2 separate regions of the Gossypium arboreum genome follow, and region 2 is linked to region 1. The links are chromatin contacts, called in public Hi-C maps. All regions are on one chromosome and are shown on one strand. The core of a region is the stretch at or near the end of the contact, and the rest is flanking DNA. Distances in the headings are between cores, read along the strand shown.

What was found. Hi-C and Micro-C count contacts between places; a contact is called where the count stands out from the background.
Region 2: a contact with region 1 is called in a Hi-C map of leaf, with 2.3 times the contacts expected there. The contact joins the enhancer-like site here to the promoter of LOC108479867 in region 1. A contact is called at or near these places in 2 of 5 Hi-C or Micro-C datasets (both in leaf).

Annotation. Positions count from the first base shown.
Region 1 is chr12:11,695,709-11,699,173 of ASM2569848v2, reverse strand. It overlaps LOC108479867 (caffeoylshikimate esterase), which reads left to right and starts at 1,621. Exons shown (of 10, transcript XM_053023082.1): 1 at 1,621-1,666; 2 at 2,886-2,949; 3 at 3,047-3,228. The coding sequence starts at 2,904.
Region 2 is chr12:11,880,803-11,884,267 of ASM2569848v2, reverse strand. No RefSeq gene overlaps it. Among protein-coding and RNA genes, the nearest start is that of LOC128286172, 51 kb to the left of the region's middle. Within about 2 kb of position 1,772, at least 2 of the 2 cell types and tissues checked have an H3K27ac peak or open chromatin away from gene starts, as enhancers often do. A contact at or near this core is called in leaf, where this site is marked.

The sequences.
Region 1 (3,465 bases), core at 372-2,871:
CTCTAAAACATCCCCAAACACTACTAAAATATATCAATGGGTTTTAAATCATTTTAACTTAATTTATAAACTCATTTAAACTTAAAATACAAGACATACATGTATTCGAAATGAATAACAGAGTAAAACTTCATTAATAAACCAAAAGAAATTTAAGTTAAGAATAAAAATTTACAAATATAATTTCAATCTAAGCCTTTAAATGCATGCCAAGGATCTTATAAAAAATAAAAATAATATAAATACATTACAACCTCAACTTGAAGGGTGATGCGAAGTGTAGACACCTAATTTTATCTAGGGATTGCAATTTCGAATTAGGCTTCAAAATTATCAAAGGTAGCAGATTACTTTTTATTTTTGGTCTGAATTAAATTAAATTAGATTTTATTTAATTTGGATTTAATTAATTTTAAATCAATTTTAAATAAATTCTAATTTAGTTTAATTTAATTTTTGAAATTTTGACATGAAGTGGGGTGGATATTAGGATGTTGGTTTTGAAAAAAATAATAAGAAATTTGTTGAAAAAAATTATTTTTAGAAAATTAAAAAATCAGTTTTAAATAAAAATCATTTTCAGGCTTAATGTTGAAAGATTTTTTTAGAGCTCAAATTAATTATAAAAAGATTAAATTAACATTTAATTTTTAAGGCCCAAATTAGTTTTAATTTGTTTCTAAAGGCCAAATTAATTTGTTTAATTTAACATCCAAACCTTTTGCTTTTGAAAGCCAACATCATTTTGTAGGCCCATTTCTTGTATTTCCAATATGTTTTTAATTTTAATTCGAGCACAATTTAATTTGCACCTAATATTAATTATGTTTAATGCTTTGAGTCAATTTTTAAAAGAGATTAGGTATATGTCAATTTTTAAATCTGCTTATATAATTAGAAAAATATTTTAATAGTGTTAATGTACCTAATATTAATTATTTTTAATGCTATAAGTCAATTTAAGTAATGAATGATAGTTTAAATTTGGGGTGAGCATTCGATCTAGTCGAGTTGAATCAAGTAAAAAAATTTTGAGTTAGTCGAGTTGACGAATTCTATTTTAGCAACCAAACCCAATTTGATTTTTTTTAATTGAATCGAATTGAGTCAAGAAATTTCGAGTCAAGTTAACGAATCCTATTATTTATACTCAATGTTGCGTTTTTATAGACTGATTATTTAATTAGTAGATGAAGTACAAGATTATTTAACTACATAAACAATATAATGGTTTTGCCTTTTAACTTAATGAGTAAACATTTATCAAAACAACGTAGTTTTGTCTTTTCTTACTCGGACCTTCAGATAACTCGAATTGTGTAATTCATATTCGAGTTAAACTGAAAAACTTAATTTTTTATTCGAGTTGATCCGAATAACTTGATTAATTCAAATAACTTAAACTATTTAATTCAAAATTTAAATTTTTATCAAAATTTTTAAATCGAATCAAATTTTGCTCAATCCTAATTTAAATGTCGAAAAAAAAAAAACAAAAGTAAAAGACATGTATGATTGAAAGTGGAATTAGCATAAAGCTTCGAATAAACTACATACATAATCATTTAATTATAAAAATTTATTTTAAATATTAAAATATTTATAATTTAGATACTCACCTTACTTGATTAGATGATTTTGGTCAAAGTGGAAACGGAAATATGAGGTAGATATTTTATATATTTATTTGTTTTCTTATGATATGTTTGGATGAGCGAAGAGATACAATAAGTTTAATTTATTTTTAGTCTTAAATAACAATATCATAATAATAAAAAGTAATCCGAACTTAGCTTTATTCCCTCTCAATTTGTGTTTTTCTTACAATAAGCTGAACACAACATCAAAGATCTTTGCAAAAGGGTAAACTGCAACTGCAGTTTCTTGTTGAGTGTTTTCTTCTTCTTCCTTCCCAATGGGAGGCTGTACTTCCAAGCCTTAAAAACCCAAACACAACCACCCAAAATGACTATCCTACCCTGCCTCCGACCACCCAACCAAACCCAAAACTCCTTCGACGCCGCTGAGGTTTCTTAAGAAATCGTTTTCCGTCTCCTTCTCCGGAGAAACACATCCGGGCGGTGTTGAGACGGTGGGAGCGTAACAAGAAGGCGGCGGGAATTACGGAGACGAAGGAGGATGAGGATGGAGTTGAACCGGATAAAAGATTAGGGTTTTTGAAGGAGTTGTATATTTGTTCTGCTAAGCTCCAGAAAGGAAGTTAAAAGGAGAACAGGTTGCTGTTAAAGTGATTCCCAAGTCCAAGCTAACAATTTCTTTTTTCTGTATTAAATTTGGGACATTGAAATCAAAGTTATGTGCTTTAAGATACCGAATATTAGCTGAAATTTCTTTGAAGTAGTCTTGTATGATTCTTGTTTCATTTGCCATGAATGAGGGAATTTACTGTTTTTTGTGTTCAGCTCATTGTATATCAGATTTCTGCTTCCCGCAGATATCAAAATGATCGAAATAGATACTTAAATTGTAAAAATATTTGGATTACAATTTTAATTTTAATAAACAGTGGGAAGAATATTTTAACACGTACGTTAGCACTTTCCTTCCTTTTATAGAACTCAATCACCTTCACCTACCGCCTTTTCCTTCTCTTTGCGAATCTTCCAAGTAATAAATTAATCAGAAAATAGAACAAACAATTTCCTCGTACGATTTTCCTTTATTAAAATCTGACTTTTAAAACAAAATTTTGAAAGTAAATTAAATAAACTAAACTACTGCACTCTGCAAAGAATCTCTCCATTTCAGCTTTTGGACTTTTGCTTGCTGACATTTCTTTCCTTATTAATTTTTTTGCCCCATTTCCTGGATTTTAGCTATATAATTTAATTTATTTGTTTTTATTATACTTTTTTTTTCTCAAGAGGAAAAGAAAGGGCCACATGGCTTTGAAATCTTCAAACTTGCTCCGGAGTCATCTTTTTTATGGTAACTCTAGAACCCCCTCCCCTCATTGTTTTTACTTTTTTCTGTTTATGTAGAGGAATGGGTATCTGAAAAGAGATAGACTTCTGGTTATTGGCAGGGTTTTTGTTGAAGTGGAGAAGAGAAAAAAGCAGAGTAATGGCTAAGCCCCTTAAGTTTAAAGGGGTGGATGAAGAGTTGCAGAAGATTTTGGATGCTAATATGGATGAAGCACCTGCTAGAAGGAGAGCCAGGGAAGCCTTTAAGCATATTCAACTTGGACTTGATCATATTTTGTTCAAGGTCTTTGTTTTTCAACTTCATCCTCCTAATATATATACTTGCCTTCTTTTGGCTACTAAATTTATGTATTGCCTTGAAGCATTAGTTCCTTTTTTCCCCTTTTTTCTTCCAAGGGATCTGAGATGGGTTTCTTTTATCTGGGTTTTCTTTATGCCGTTTAGAGGATTTTTTTTTTGGTATTCAAAAGATTTATATTTCATATATTGATTGTATACAATTCTATGCGCTTTTTAGAGG
Region 2 (3,465 bases), core at 523-3,022, 180 kb before region 1:
ATACTAATTAATTTAATTTAATTATCATATTATATACTTTTGTATTAATCACATCATATAATAATTTAATTTAAATTAATTTAAGAATCAAATATAAATATAACAATTATTTTTATTGAATTCATCATTCGAGAAATGGGAAAAGAAGTAATCTTGTTTAGTTCTTTTGTTTATTATATATACGATAGCATGCATGCATACATACATAATATCATATTATATATATATATATATACATATTTAAATAATTTTAGAAACATTTAGTTCTAAATTAGCTTTAAGACATTTGTCAATTATTACATTAATATGGTTTAATTTCACAATCAAATTATTAATAAAATATTATAAAAATTTTAAGTAGATTCATAAAAATAATTAAGTGCATTTTAATAATGCATACAATTGGTCCCTGCATGATACGGGTATGCAGACTAGTATATTTATATTATATGGTATTAGTCTCTCAGCTAAAAAGGACAACTTAATTCTTTTTCCACTTGTCATAACTATCCCATTGACACTTGGCAACAACATATTTTTACATATAATTTATTTTTAAAATCAATACAAAATTTAAATAAAAATACAAAATTATAATTTAAAATTAATAATAATATCTAAAAGATAAACTTTAAACGTTTTGTTCTTAAAGAAACTTTAAACGTTTTTGTTTTAGATTTGTTTTAATATGTTTTAATTTAAGATTTTAAATTAATTTAAGTGATATATCGTTTTTAAAATAAATAAAAAATCATAGAAGAAATTTAAAATATATATTCTATTAAATTTAAATAATGATATGTTAATTAAAATATATACCTAATAAATAGTAATTTAATTTTAAAATTTGAATTTAAATAATTCACAGTTACCCAATTATTGCCTATTTTATTTTTTATCACCCAACTATCAATTTTTTAATTTGGTCACTTAATTAATCAAAATTATTTTTTTGACCCATTTCCGTTAAGTGCCATTAAATGTCTGATGGGAGGTAACGTGACAGTTAAAAAATTAATATAATAATAAATTTAGCCCTCGACTTTTACATATTATATCGACTTGGTCATAATTTTTTAAAAGATTAACCCTCAAATTACGAAGGGTCTCAATTTGATCCTCAAAATTATCCAAACAAACAAAAATTAGTGAACTGTTTTTATTTTTATTTTTTCATAAGTCAAATTTATGTTTTTACATTATTTAAAACTTTATTTCGTACCGAAAGAAATTATTTAAAGCTTTATTTCTAAAATTAAAAAGTATTAAATATATAGATTTCTAAAAATATTATTATTTTTAAAATTAAAATCATTTTAAACTTTATTATAATAGTTGTATTTTTCAACTTTTCTTTCTTATAATTCATAATATTACAAATATAGTTTCTTTCAAAAAAATTACATTTTTAAATAATATTAATCAATATATCTATTTAAATAATAAGAAATTCATAAAAGGCATGAACAATATATATACATACACCAAACTCAAATCCAAAATATTAGTCAGCCAAACCCAAATCCAAAATAAACAATACAATTTATTCAAAGTCCAAACCCAAACAAAATAACAAGCACAACCCAAATTCACTTACCCTATTAAAAAAAAATCTAAGGCTAAGCCCTACCAAGCCTTCGTCGGTTTCTCTCATTTCCACTTTGCCTTTCCTAAATCAATGGACATAATTTCCCAACCTCCATCTCGCCTCCAGCTTTCTCCCCGCACGGTAGCGCCGTTACTGTCTATCAGCTTCTCTTGTCAATTGTTTCTCTCAGCATCAACAAATACTGACCCTCTCCTGTTCTATTTTTCCTCCATATGTACACCATTGGTTTCATATTATTTGGGTGATTGATTCAATATTGCAAAGTGAAATCTAATTGTTCTTGATGAATATCAATTAAACAGATCACAATGTTGATCTTGGCTGTTGTTCAGTCACTAATTTGCCTCAAAATTACTATTTTCGATTTATATAGTTTAAATTTGTATGATTTAAGCACCAACTTATCTACTTTTTTTTTTAATCCATTTTCATTGTATGTTGATTATATCGTGATTTTATTTTGTTGGTGTCTGGCATTCTGGGTCATTAGCAGGTGAACAATAGGTACCCTTCGTGATCTTCAGCAATATCTAAGATTCTCATTTCAACTCATCCAAAGTTGTAATGTTTCTTTCGAATGTTAAAATGTGTCGTGTACCTAGTTGTTGAAGTCTATTAGGCTAAACTATGTTTTCTGATAATGTCTCATCATTACAACTATTAGTTGTTGAAGTCTATTAGGCTAAACTATGTTCATATAAATTTCTTTATAATCCCGCACAGTTTTTTTTATAAGAAAAATGTTTTATTATTGATTTGACATGATTGCTTTCATGTTGTCATCTGGATGTCATTTTCTTATGTTGTTTTTTTGGATGTCATTTTCTCAAGTAGCTTCTTTTGTTTTCACTTGGATGTTATTTTATTAAGTTGCTTTCTTGATATTTTAATTGATTTTTTCTAATTGGCTTTTATTCTTCTTGAATATTAACTAGATTCATTTTCTTCATTTTATCTAGCTATAATGAATTTTTCGACATATTCTTGATTTCTTCTATTATGTGTGATGAAAAATTATCAATCTCCATGTTAGCTTTCTTTTTTAATAGTTGCACGAATACTTCGTCTCTGTCAACCTAAGTGTTTCTAGTATCATATGTCAATATTCTTCTTTCATCAATCCATAGGCTATAAGTTTTTTGTTGAAGTAAATATTGGACCTTGGTCAGTAAATCTATTCCTGTTTGGATATGATAATAACTAGGATTATTATAACACTTGTCAATATTTTTTGTCAAATGTTTTTTTTTTTCTTCCTTTGCTGCTGAAAGGTTGAGACCTCCAATCATTTTTCTAATGATCCAAATTTGATATGGCTAATAATTTTTTTCTTTTTTCAGCTATACCAATAAGACTACTGATTTCAATATGAAAATAATAATAAAATCATCTTTATATATCATTCGTAATAATATAGATTTAATAAATGCAGAAATTTTTTAATAAATGTAAAGAAAATTTTGAAATGTTATTTTTTTAACAAAACCCCATTCAATACTACTTATATCAAATGGTTCATGACCAAGTTTAAATTTATAGTAGGGGAATTTTCATTTAAATCATTTGTAAAAACATAGGCTCCTAAAAAATATTCTAAAAAACTTTTGAAATTGAACTTACTGTTTGCAGATAGCTCCATTTATTTTTGTAAATATTTTCACTGATAAAAATTTTCTAGCCTTAGTATATAAACATAACCTAAACATTTTATTCATAACAGGCTACAAAACTGAAAATAAGGAATAAGATATACTCATCAACAAAAATATGATTTTCAATCCTATAAACAACTTATAGAACATTGGAAGAACAAATTTACTAAGACATCGATAAAAATGAAAGAATAGAATAGTTAA